Regions from separate parts of the Ovis aries genome. Here region 2 is linked to region 1. Evidence: chromatin contacts called from public Hi-C data. All regions are on one chromosome and are shown on one strand. Each heading gives the region's core, a stretch centred on a gene start, on an enhancer-like site or on the middle of the called end of the contact. The rest is flanking DNA. Distances are from core to core; before and after follow the strand shown.

Region 1 (6,291 bases), core at 2,687-5,186:
ACAAAGTGTCTGATTCCCATACCATTGCTAACTCTGGGTGCAGACGTATCTGCCCAGTCGCTTCAGTCATGTCTGACTCTTTGTGACCCCATGGACTGTAGCCCACCAGACTCCTCTGTCCATGGGGTTCTCCAGGCAAGAATACTAGAGTGGGTTTCCATGCCCTCCTCTAGAGGATCTTCCTGACCCAGAGATCAAACCCGCATCTCCCACATCTCCTGCCTTGGCAGGCAGGTTCTTTACTACTAGAGCCACCTGTGAAGCACTAAAACCATGGGTATTGCTTTTTAACTCAAAATTTTCCTACTTGCTAAGAGCAAAATCATATTATCTTATTTTTATTTCCAGTGCACTTGAAATATGCACTTTTGCATATTTCTTATACTTTTATATTTGTCTTCAAAATTTCCTGCTTATACCTCTTGCCCATTTTTCTGTTGGTATATTCATTTTTCTCTTATTAATCTACAAAAACTTTCATATATTCTGACTACTTATATGCCACATATGTTGAAAAATAGCTTTCATGACTGAAAATTTGTTTTCTGATAAATTCCAACAACTCTGTTATAGTTGAGAGCTGTGTAACTGTGTTATAGACTATTCAGGCTCAGAGCAACAGATATGTATCTAGCTAACCTAACACACTCATTGGCTTTCAATGGATCTTCTGTTTACCTCAAAGAAAGAAAGCAGCCCAGGCTCACACCTGAGTCCTCTGCCTTTCTCTCCCCCGCTAAATCTTTCTTCAGAAGTTCATTTACTCTAGTAGTTCTCACAACTCTAAGTTGATAATGTATAAATCTAAGTCACAGTTCCAGACACATGGACCTACCCAACAAGAGAGTTGTATGAGATTTCAGAGTCAGAGATTTCATCTGCCTGATGAACCCTTTCATTAAGATCCCATTCATTCATTCACCCACTCAAATGCATACAGCATCTCTTAAGCATACCTAGTACCTATGAAGTGTTGCAATGTTTCATCATCTCAAATTAAAAGATTTGAAACTAAAGTCACCTGCTGCCCCATAAGCCATCCTTCCTCTCCAAATTCCTTTTTTGTTCATTGTATTCCCAACTTTCTGCTGCTGTATCTGAAAATGTCATGACTCTTTGCTCTCTGTTGTTATGACATGCGATGAGGCTTTGTTTATTTTTCCTCTAATGGCTCAAACTCTTTTTCTTTTCTTCACTCAACTGCCACGCTGGTCCACGCCCTCAGCATCTGGCACCTGTTGAACAGCCTTGATATCCCGTTGGCCTCACTGATTGCCACCTGTTTCCCACTTAGTTGGTTTTGTATCTTGTGCTGGATTGTTCTTCCTGCAGGATGGCTCTGAAAATATCACTCGTCTGTTCAAGAATCTCAAGTGCTTCTTCTGCCTGTGTAGATAAGCCCAAATCCCCCTGCCCCTCATCAGAAGTTTCTAATAAGCCAGTTCTACCAACCCAAACTCATCTTCCCCTACTCTGTGTCAGAAACACAATGTTAGTGTTCTGTCTGATTATCATTCAAACACCATCCACCCAATTCTTCACAGCACAGCTCAAGTCTTCTCTCTTCCAGGAAGTTGGCCCCAACTAAAACCATATTTAATTTTCTAAGAACTAGAGCAGACTTCAGAGAGCACCCTCAAGGACTCTGAGGCTCAAGAAACCTTAAGTCTTATTCAATAAAAATTTATCAAATACTCATTATGCACAAAACCCTGTGCTAGGAACTGGTGGTGAGAAAAATAAGTAGATGTGAGTGACCCTTCCTCTCAAGGAGCTCATGCCCAATTGAAGTGGACAAGTACATATCAAAATATATCATTTTATTAAAACCTGGGAAGTTCTAGTTTGTAGGTAAACACAGTGCTATGAGAGTGAGAAAGGGGGCATTTAGTCCAACTAGGGTTTCCAGGAAAATATCCCAGAGAGATATCATGTGACAAGAATGTTACAAGATGAGTAAGAACTATTAAGACAAAGTAAAATGGGAGGAGAGTTTGAGACAAAGGGAACAAAATAAGTAAATCCAGAGACACAGACAATGGGGAAGGAGTGAGGAACTAGAGGCAGTATTATTAAGTTGTGATGTTGAGAACAAGAACTGATGGGAGATAATTCAGGAATCAACCAGAGGGAGTAAGCCAGGCCTGTAGGGCTATGTAAACTATAGTAAGAGCTTTGCACTCTGATCTGTAAATGATGAGAAGCCACTAAAACTGTTTAAAGAAGGAGGTTAAATGATGTGGTTTTGTAGAGTATTCTCTCTACATTGTAGAGGCTAAATTGAAGGGAAGCAAGACAGAAGAAAGGAGACTGACTACATCTTACAGTGCACCAAGAAAGAGAGGCGAAGGGCCTGCCCGACATCACTGATACAAGGGACAGGGCCAAAAAGACAGATTTGGAAAAACATTTAAGAGCTAAAGTTGCTGATTGTCTAGACATAGAAGGTTTAGGGAAATGAGAAATCTCACATGACTCCCTAAGTCTCTGGTTTGGGCAACTAGATGGTGGTGCCAGTAAATTAGCAATAAAGAAGCCACACAGCATCATAAAGGGTAGGGTGGGGGCTGATGGCAAGGCCTGAAGGTGGTGAGTAGAGAGGGACAAAGCTGAAGATAAAAATTTGGCATGGATCACTATTCCACTGATGGATAAAATGAGTTGCCCAAGCAAAGTGTGCACAGACAGAAATAAAGATTTTTAATTTTATAAAAATTTATTTCAATAGGAGGATAATTACTTTACAATATTGTGATGGTTCTTGCCATACATCAACATGAGTCAGCCACAGGTTTACATGTGTCCCCCCGCATCCTGAACCCCCCTCCCAACTCCCACCGCCCCATCCCTATGAGTTGTCCCAGAGCACGGGCTTTGAGTGCCCTGCTTCATGCATCAAACTTGCACTGGTTATCCATTTTACAGACAGCACTTTATATGTTTCAGTGGTATTCTCTCACACTGTCTCACCCTCACCTTCTCTCACTGAGTCCAAAAGTCTGTTCTCTACATTCGCATCTCCCTTGCTGCCTTGCGTGTAGGATCATTGTTACCGTCTTCCTAAATTCCATATATATGCGCTAATAAACAGTATTTGGTTTTTTTTCTGACTTACTTCACTCCATATAATAGCCTCCAGCTTTGTAACCCTGGGATACACTAATGGTCAATGGACATGCACAAAAGAAAGAGTTCATGAAGACCAAAAAGGAATAACCAAGGAATTGGGAGGGCTACCAGGACAAATTAGGGCCAAGGAAGTAACGGCCAGAAAGTTTTAGGATGGGGGGTATGGATAAGGACTGCAGAAGCATCCTCTGGCATGGCAATGTAAAGTTCACTGATGACCTGCAAAAGCGAATGTACACTCCGAACTGAGAGGAGCTGAAGGGCAGATGAAGTACAGACACGGCAGTGTTAACTTCGCTGAGAAGGAAAGGAGAAGAATTAGAACACAGCTGGTGGGAAATGGCAACCCACTCCAGTGTTCTTGCCTGGAGAATCCCAGGGACAGGGGAGCCTAGTGGGCTGCCGGCTATGGGATCGCACAGAGCTGGACACGACTGAAGCGACTTAGCAGCAGCAGCAGCAGTTGGGAGGCAGGGCCAAGAGACAGCTGACTAAGGCTAAAGGAAAAATAATTATAGAGGCAGATGGTAAGCTAGTCATTGTTTAATTCATTGCTTTAAGGAGAACAAGATAAAACAGTCTATAGACAATTCAAATATCTTTTTCAGTCACAAGACCAGAAGAGAATAAAGTCACATGCAACGGTGCTGACTTTGCCAGAATTCTAACCACATCTTTGTGTACAGGAAGATGATGAAGTTTCTGCTCCTGCCAGGAACCTGATGCTTGTCAAACTGGTCAGGCGCCTTCTGGAATAACTTAACTTTGGGGTATAATGATTTGCTTTCTGGAAGCCAGGCACCACTATTTCTATGAGGAGTCACTGCACCACCATGTGGCCAGTTGTGAGTTTTTCTCAGCTTTCTCCGGCGGGTAGTCCTGGTTTGAATCATGGAAAAAGAGAAATCTGCAGCTTGCGGAGACCTTCAGTTCAGTCGTTCAGTCGTGTCTGACTCTTTGCGACCCCATGGACTGCAGCACACCAGGCTTCCCTGTCTATTACCAACTCCTGGAGCGTGCTCAAACTCATGCCCATCGAGTCGGTGATGCCATCCTCTGTTGTCCCCTTCTCCTCCTGCCTTCAGTATTTTTCCAGATCAGGGTCTTTTCTAATGAGTCAGTTCTTCCAATCAGGTGGCCAAAGTATTAGAGCTTCAGCTTCAGCATCAGTCCTTCCAATGAATACTGATGCTGTATAGTTCTGGTTTTAGTCACAGAAAAAGAGAATTCTGTAGCTGGTGGAGACCTCAGGAGCATTCTTCTTATCATACAGAGAAAGACTTGCTTCATTTTTCAAAATCTCTTTTTATTTTGACTTGCATATTATATCTTGTGCATATGTGATCGCATGCATACACACACATATACACAAATATATGTTTTATATACACACACACAATCTTTAAGTATTCATTTAAACCCAAGAATAACATTCTTATCAGATTCCCTTGTTTTAAGTTTGACACATTGATGAAATGCAGCAACTTGCACTGATCTTTTGTTTCTAAACTAATCTTTAGCAACAATCATATTGCTAGGAGGTTAGTATGATATTTTATGTAAACTGAGCTATATCAAATTATATTTTTAAAATGTATGTGTGCTGAAATGGAATGGTGAAATAGGAAACAAGCCTTAAGCTCAATTATCTTAAGATATAAAACTCAGGGACTTCCCTGGTAGACCAGTTTTAAGATTCTGCTCATGGCAGAGGAGGCAATGGCACCCCACTCCAGCACTCTTGCCTGGAAAATCCCATGGACGGAGGAGCCTGGAAAACTGCAGGCCATGGGGTCGCTGAGGGTCGGACATGACTGAGCGACTTCACTTTCACTTTTCACTTTCATGCATTGGAGAAGGAAATGGCAACCCACTCCAGTGTTCTTGCCTGGAGAATCCCAGGGACGGGGGAGCCTGGTGGGCTGCAGTCTATGGGGTCACACAGAGTCGGACACGACTGAAGCGACTTAGCAGCAGCAGCATGGTGCAGGGGGCCCGGGATTGATCTCTGGTCAGGGAGCTAGAGCCCACACACTGCAACTAAGAATTTGCCTGCCGCAACTAGAAGAGTCCACCTGCAGCAATGAAGACCCTCCATTCTTCATTATAAATAAATAAAAATACACTTTTTTAAAAAGATACAAAACTCAGTTCTGTTATCATTTTGCTTTTCCATATATCATTTTTTCTGATGATCTGAGTAACAGTTATCATAAAGAAAGCTTAGAGATTTCATAGGGGAAAGAAAAGTATTAAAAAAATTCCATAGCCTAATAATAACCTTTAAGATTTTGGCACATTCAATGTTTTCTAAATGTTTTAAGTTAAACATATCAAACTAGTCAATTTAACATAGCACAGGGGACAATAGTAAATATTTTATAATAACCTATAAGGGAAAATAGTATGAAAAAGTAAATATATACACACACACATGCATACACACACATATATATATGAATCACTGTGTTATACACTTGAAACTAACATTGTAATTGATTATACTTCAAACTAATATAATACATATATTTATATATACAAAAAAGCTAGTCATTTTATTTGTTCCATGGAATTAGCTAAGAGTTAAAATTTTTTTTTCACATTTATAGAAGTTTTTCCACCCTTTAAGTCCACCTGACCAAGATATTCACCAACTTGGAGACTTTAAACAAATGTCAAAGAACTAAAGTAGACCAAGGTTGACAAAGTTTGGGCAAGCTTTGCCCAAGGTAACATCTCCAGCCAAACCACTCATTTGTTCATCAGTGTGTTATTATTAATTATTTCTGAAATTCCTTACTGTGTTGGCTTCTCTCCGCAACTTTTTATCTCCCAAAGATGTTTCCACTGATTCTATATCATTTGGAAAGGGAGCACCCTAAGTTAGCAAGACTACAACATTTGAAATGTTTCAAATCAAAACAATAGACTTCTGCTGAATGTAGTATTAATAGAAGTAGTGCTAGTAATGGTTTCCAAGGTGGCTCAGTGGGTGAAGAATTTGCCTGCAATTATGAGAGATGTGGGTTTGATTCCTGGGTTGGGAAGATCCCCTGGAGGAGGGCATGGCAACCCCCTCCAGTATTCTTGCCTAGAGAATCCCATGGACAGATGAACCAGGTGGGCTACAGTCCATATTGTCGCAAAGAGTCAGACATGACT
Region 2 (6,291 bases), core at 2,080-4,579, 520 kb before region 1:
CTCCTGGATCCCACCCTGCCATTTCTGTTTCATTCAGTGATTTTTTCCTAAAATGTAATACTGTTGTGCCCTGCTTTCCGTATTTCCCCAGTGCCTTCAGGACACAGTTCAAAGTTCTTAACCCAGCCCTGTAGAACCACCTCGAATGCAGTCCTTTCCTGACTCTGCTAGTTCTCCCTTCCTATTGTTATTTATTTTCCCCCAGCACCACAGTGTAGGCACCTGGCTCATGCTTGTCGAATAGACTGATGACTTAAGAAACAAGTGAAAAGTGTGGATTTTACCACCCAACCTCCGCCCCCCCAAATCAAAACAGTTTTCCCCCAAACTAAGCAACAAAAATGGCAGACACCACCCTCCTACACAAAAAAGTTTTGCTGCTTCCTAAACATGATGTGTTTTGTCAGTTGTCAAAGCTTTTTCTTAATCCCTTCCGCTATACTTTTTTGTAGTCTTGAAGTGGCTGTTTATTTGGAGATTGAAGATCTGTGAGAAGATAATTGCTTTGAATGAAATCTGAGGCTGCCATTGCAAGGCTGATTTGCTCTGGCGGGTCTGTGTATTGGATCTTTGTGAAATGCTTTAAAAAAATTGCACACAGATTCAGGTGACATCAGTTCAGTTCAGTTCAGTTGCTCAGTCGTGTCCGACTCTCTGCGACTCCATGAATTGCAGCATGCCAGGCCTCCCTGTCCATCGCTAACTCCCGGAGTTCACTCAAACTCACGTCCATCGAGTCAGTGACGCCATCTAGCCATCTCATCCTCTGTCATCCCCTTCTCCTCCTGCCTGCAATCCTTCCCAGCATCAGAGTCTTTTCCAATGAGTCAGCTCTTTGTATGAAGTGGCCAAAGTACTGGAGTTTCAGCTTTAGCCTCATTCCTTCCAAAGAACATCCAGGACTGATCTCCTTTAGAATGGACTGGTTGGATCTCCTTGCAGTCCATGGGACGCTCAAGAGTCTCCTCCAACACCACAGTTCAAAAGCATCAGTTCTTTGGTGCTCAGCTTTCTTCACAGTCCAATTCTCACATCCATACATGACCACTGGAAAAACCATAGCCTTGACTAGATGGACCTTTGTTGGCAAAGTAATGCCTCTGCTTTTGAATATGCTATCTAGATTGGTCATAACTTTCCTTCCAAGCAGTAAGTGTCTTTTAATTTCATGGCTGCAGTCACCATCTGCAGTGATTTTGGTGACATACTTGACCTCCAAAAATCATGTCAACTTTGGAGATAGAGGACTGTGTCCATCTGTCCAGCACTGATCTCTGATTGATGGCTTCATTTGTTCCAAATGCTTAGACGAGCCTAATGATGAACTTTTGAAATGCTTTCATAATCTTGTCAAAAGTTCTCTCCCAGAACCTCCAACCCAGTTGCTATTTATCTTTCCATGTGTGTTTCTCCTCTTTCCACAAAGAATGTGAAAAAGTTGTGAGAATGTATTCAGTTTAAAAAGAAACAGTTAATTGTAAAACATCATTTAAGTGTCAATAAAAAATTATAAGTAGGTAAAACATGGCAGGTAGGAGATGGGAGGTGTGCCTCAGATGTGCAGGCCCAAGTGTTGGTATAGTTGGTTTAACTTTCCTGGGACATCACCAAACTGGAAATTCATTCTGTTGCAGAGTTCTCATTGGTCTGTAAAGACAGTAATTTGTATATCAGTAATTGTCCATTTTGCTTCATAGAAGCCAAGCTATTAACAATGAGAAAACATGCTGCTTAGGCCACAAGGGTGAACTCAGTAAATGTTTATTTTTTTTTATTTAAAAATGTTTTTTTATTTTCAGCCTTAATAGTTTTCACTATTTATTTTTCAGCTGGTCTCTATTGTTTCCAACAGTTATATTAGGCTTTTTTGTTGTTGTTGCTGTGGCTCTTCTAGTCAGTTTTTGAAATAGTTACCGATTTTAATGTTTATTTATTTAGAACTATTAACTATTACTCAAGAATTAGACTCTCATAGGAATAACTGTTTAGAATTAAGTTTAGATGGAACCTGACTTCCAGTTTTGGCTTGGAGTATGTAGTGTAGCGTCACAGTCACTGTATATTTCAGACAAAAACTTAAAGACCAGTATGTTCTGCAAATGCAAAGTAAGATGATTATAATGAGGGCATCAATTCATATACTAATTGATTCAAACTGTTATTGTATTAATAAATGTACTTTCCATTTCCTATAAGCTGTTTCCCTTTTGAGTGTGCCTCATACCAATTTTCTATAAAAATAGGTTGTATATGACAGCTCATTTATTTTTTTGATATTAAAAAATTCCTCCCCCTTCCCTTCTTTAAATATCTGTTGAGCGGCTGTTGGGGGGCTCAGAGAGACATGCTGGCCCATGGAAGAGTTGCTGTATTAAACAGCCCCTTCCAAAGCACCTGTGCTGTCCAGGATAGCATAGCACTTACTGTGTACTCAGTAAATATTTATTAATTTGAACTTGCCATTATCAATAATTTCATCATTTATTTCATTTTATCATTCTTTTCAGTGGTAAAGGGTAAGTAATGCTTACTGGTAGGATACTCTTACTTTCCAAATTCTAAGTCTACCCCTGACCTCAAAGAAATATACAACCTTCAAAGCTTATTTGAAGCTATTCATTTTTTCATTCATGCAAAAATTTATGTATGGAGAAAATGTAAAGTAGAGAAGAGGGGAAAAAGTCAGGATAGTCTTCTGCTTCTTTCCTGCTATGCTTAAAATTAGTCATATAAGTATTTACTGAATTTGCCTCAAAGATTAAATGAGAAAAAGATAGTAAGACTGTTTAGCACAGTGCCTGACACATTGTATATGCTCAGTATATACTAGTTTATTTATTATAATACCTTGGACTAAAACTAGAGGATTGCACTCCCTTATTCTGCATAATTTGCCATCCTAGCGTCATCTTTTTTTCTTTTTTTCACTTCAAGGATGGTCTTTGTGTGCCTTTTTTTCCTGAATCTGTAGAATGGATTCTATGCTTAGTTACCCAATGAAGTTCAGGCAAGAACTTAAGCTAGCATTTTCCTCAAATTTCTTCTATGATTTAAGATAGCTTGGGGAAGAGATAGGTGAGCTTCTAGATCAACGGATGATGATTTTTATCTTTATCAAGTGACCCACAATTTGGTTACTGGTGCAATGAGAAATTAAGAAAATAGCACACTTTTATGACTGTCTTTTCACAGTCACTCAAATCAGAACTGGAATGCCACAAAAACAACTCCCTGTTAGCCCAGAGAAAAAAAAAGAAAGAAAGTAAAGGGGAAATTCAGATTAGTCACAAAGAAGTTCCCCCGCCTGCCTGCAAAAGCTGAAGCATTAAAACTGAGAGAGTCCTCTCTGCTCTTTCAATCGCCTCTTATCTCTGGTCCTGGGACCTCTGTGTATCTTCTAATTGATACACCTTGTGTTGGCTTCATCTCCTTCTTTTTGGGGAAGAAGTCAGTTCTCTCTCAGGTTTCCCCCTGTCACAGTTTTCATCGTCCCTGCATCCAGATTGTGAAGATGGAAGGGGTCCAGCCCCTGGATGAGAATGTGGGAAATGCACCAGGCCGGAGATTCTTGAGGAACAAGCTATTGCTGGTGGCCTCCATAATTCAGGGGCTGGGGCTTCTCCTGTGTCTCACCTACATCTGTCTGCACTTCTATGCTCAGGTAAGATACACCAACCAACATGTCCTTTCCTCCAGCTCAGGCTGATGGCAGCTCCAAATGGTCACTTGGAAATAGTCTGACACCAAAATTGTTTTCCCTTTTCTGCTCAGCGATTGTAAAATGTGGTCAAGCACCCTCGTGTCTCTCTTTTCCTTCCTTTTTTTCAGCAGTGGCCGTGGTGAGGCACAGTGGAGATAGGGCAGGGGCACTGCTTCTGGATTAATCTTTTTCTTTACAACACAAAAATCCTGGTGTTCTTTTGTGAACTGTCACTTTGAAGCTTTGAGTCCCTGACATACCTACTTGGTTTATCTGTTCTGCTAGTAAGCAACTGATCAGGGAATCAATGTAAAAAGGAAATAAAAACTTTATTATTTCCTTTTTACATTATTATACTTTCTCATTGTATTCATAAACCCCATGGACTCAAGGAGATATGCTTTCTGAAGAATGCTGAAGGTATCAATATTAAGTTCTTTTAAATAGCTAACCTATATATATTTAAGAACAGAGATATATGTGTTCATGTCTGTATGTGCACATGGCTGAACGTTTATCCCAACAACTTGATCAGACATTGTTTTTCACGGTCTTTCTCTACCAATCACAACTTGCTGACATCACTTTGTCCAATACATTATGTAGTGGAAGATCATCATTTTAGTATCCCCCCCAATGAAGAAATTCTTTCCATTTTTCCATCTCTTTATTCTGGTCCTGTTTAAATTATTATTTTTTTCATAGTTGCTCATATATAGAAACATTATTTAGCTCTTTAAGGATGTTGTTGACTGCAGGAGATTCCACTGCCCCGTGTTCCCTTGTTGGGGCTAGTCTGATAATTCCTGTTTGCCTGGTGGTTGCTCTTGGTTAGAAAAATCACTGGTAAAGGTCAGACAATGAGAACTTTCATTTCTGATGGCCAGGTCACAGACTGGGTACCTCAAATTAGATCAGGATAAGATGAGCAGAGTTCTAGAGGATGCCTGGGCATGTCTCTGTCTACAGGAAACGGGTTTCGGTGCCTGCAGTCTAATGAGGGTGCGGTTGTGATCACTGTCCCGCAGAGGGTGCTCGTGTCTCCAAATTCCCAAAGGGTACTAGTGTCATGCTCAAGTCTGCAGACCAGTGAGCACCCCAGCACACCCATACTGTCTTTATCACGCCACACATTTCCTTCTCTGCGCAGAACCCTTTGGGTGAAATTAGAGTAGGTGATTTTGGGGAGAGGGTGTCGGGGGAGGAGCAAAGTGTCCATGGCAGGATGCCCAAGACAAAGACCGGAATTAGGCTCTTCCGAGAAGAAAACAAAGAGAGTAACCCAAAATAGAACAGCTGAGTTTATTCACCAGGTCCGGGAGCCCTGAGACTGCTTTTTGAAACAACCGCAGTGTTACATATTTCCTTGCACTGTGGGATGATTAAGAAACAAAACAAAACAGAACAGATGGCCCCAGTCAAGCCTCAACAGTTAATTGCACTAGGGCTCAGAGGATGGGAGAGAGCAAAATATGAAACAGATACAGATGTGTAGCTAGCTGGTGGCAGGGGCCACCCTGGAATATCAATACCCAGGGGAGGCAGAGGAGAGAGATTCTTTCTAGCAAGTCAGCCAGCAGTTCTGTGCTAGAACGTGGAAGGGCAGCTGAATGCTCGCCTCCAGGATACTAGAATTCACGGTGAGCTGATCTTTGGGAGAGAATTAGCTTTCTCTGGTCCTGGCACAGAAATGAAAGCAAAGATGGAAGAGGTACGTTAGAGCTGTTTGCTCAAAAAAATGTGTTCTTATATACTCTAGATACAAAATTATCTGTGGCTCAGATATTTGAAATTGTTCATTTGACATTAATTATTTTCTTATTTCTCACTAGACTGTTTTAGCTAACACAATTTCTTACGCTATTAATGGGACCCAAGACAGCACGATGTGTCCTTAATTGTAATCTCATACACTTTGTTAAGGGAAAGGATAGCTTAGAGAGGTTGTGTGTGTGTTTTCCCAGAACTTGATCAGTCATGGTGGCAGCAGTGTGTAGAGGAGAGAGACTGAGAGAAAAGAGTATAAAGTAACTGCTGAAGAATGAACATAGACTAAGAGCTTTTCTAAATTTATGGGTAAGATTGTTTGGGATTTTGGTTGAAGGATAGGTAGGTGGGGATGCCTATCAAAGCTCTACTTTTATAAGACATTGTATTACAATGATCTATAGAGCTGAAATACTCATCATTTACCTAGTTAAATTGGATCTCTTTTATTGTAGGAGAAAGATATTTGGGGAATAATCATGATTTTTCCTTATTTCTTAGATTTAATTTTTAACTTCATAAAAATTTTCCTGTGTGGATGACTCTGTGAAAAAAATATAGATATGTAACTGTTAAACTCCAGTTGGCAGTCAGCCTTCCTTTCAATCAAGTTTATTTAGTAATCTTTGTTTTCTTACCACTTGGTTAAGTTTTACTACGTGAAAAGCAGAAGTTTTTGTTTTTGAGATGGCACGTAAAAAGACCTTACCCACTCCCTATGTAATTCACTTCCCTCTTTGGACACTGATTTTCTCATCTGAAACTTGAGGCAGTTGGATCAAATGGCCAGAAATATCTCTTCCAGGTCAATATCCTGTGAATAT

What was found. Hi-C and Micro-C count contacts between places; a contact is called where the count stands out from the background.
Region 2: a Hi-C map of skin fibroblasts shows a contact between it and region 1, with 4 times the contacts expected there. The contact joins the promoter of TNFSF4 here to the enhancer-like site in region 1. A contact is called at or near these places in 6 of 16 Hi-C or Micro-C datasets (liver, muscle, omental adipose tissue and 2 more).

Annotation. Positions count from the first base shown.
Region 1 is chr12:39,590,411-39,596,701 of ARS-UI_Ramb_v3.0, reverse strand. The region is part of intron 2 of LOC132657509 (a long non-coding RNA gene); the gene reads right to left. Among named protein-coding and RNA genes, the nearest start is that of FASLG, 160 kb to the right of the region's middle. Within about 2 kb of position 3,936, at least 8 of the 54 cell types and tissues checked have an H3K27ac peak or open chromatin away from gene starts, as enhancers often do.
Region 2 is chr12:40,105,376-40,111,666 of ARS-UI_Ramb_v3.0, reverse strand. It overlaps TNFSF4 (TNF superfamily member 4), which reads left to right and starts at 3,329. Exons shown (of 3, transcript XM_004013707.6): 1 at 3,329-3,661. The coding sequence starts at 3,512.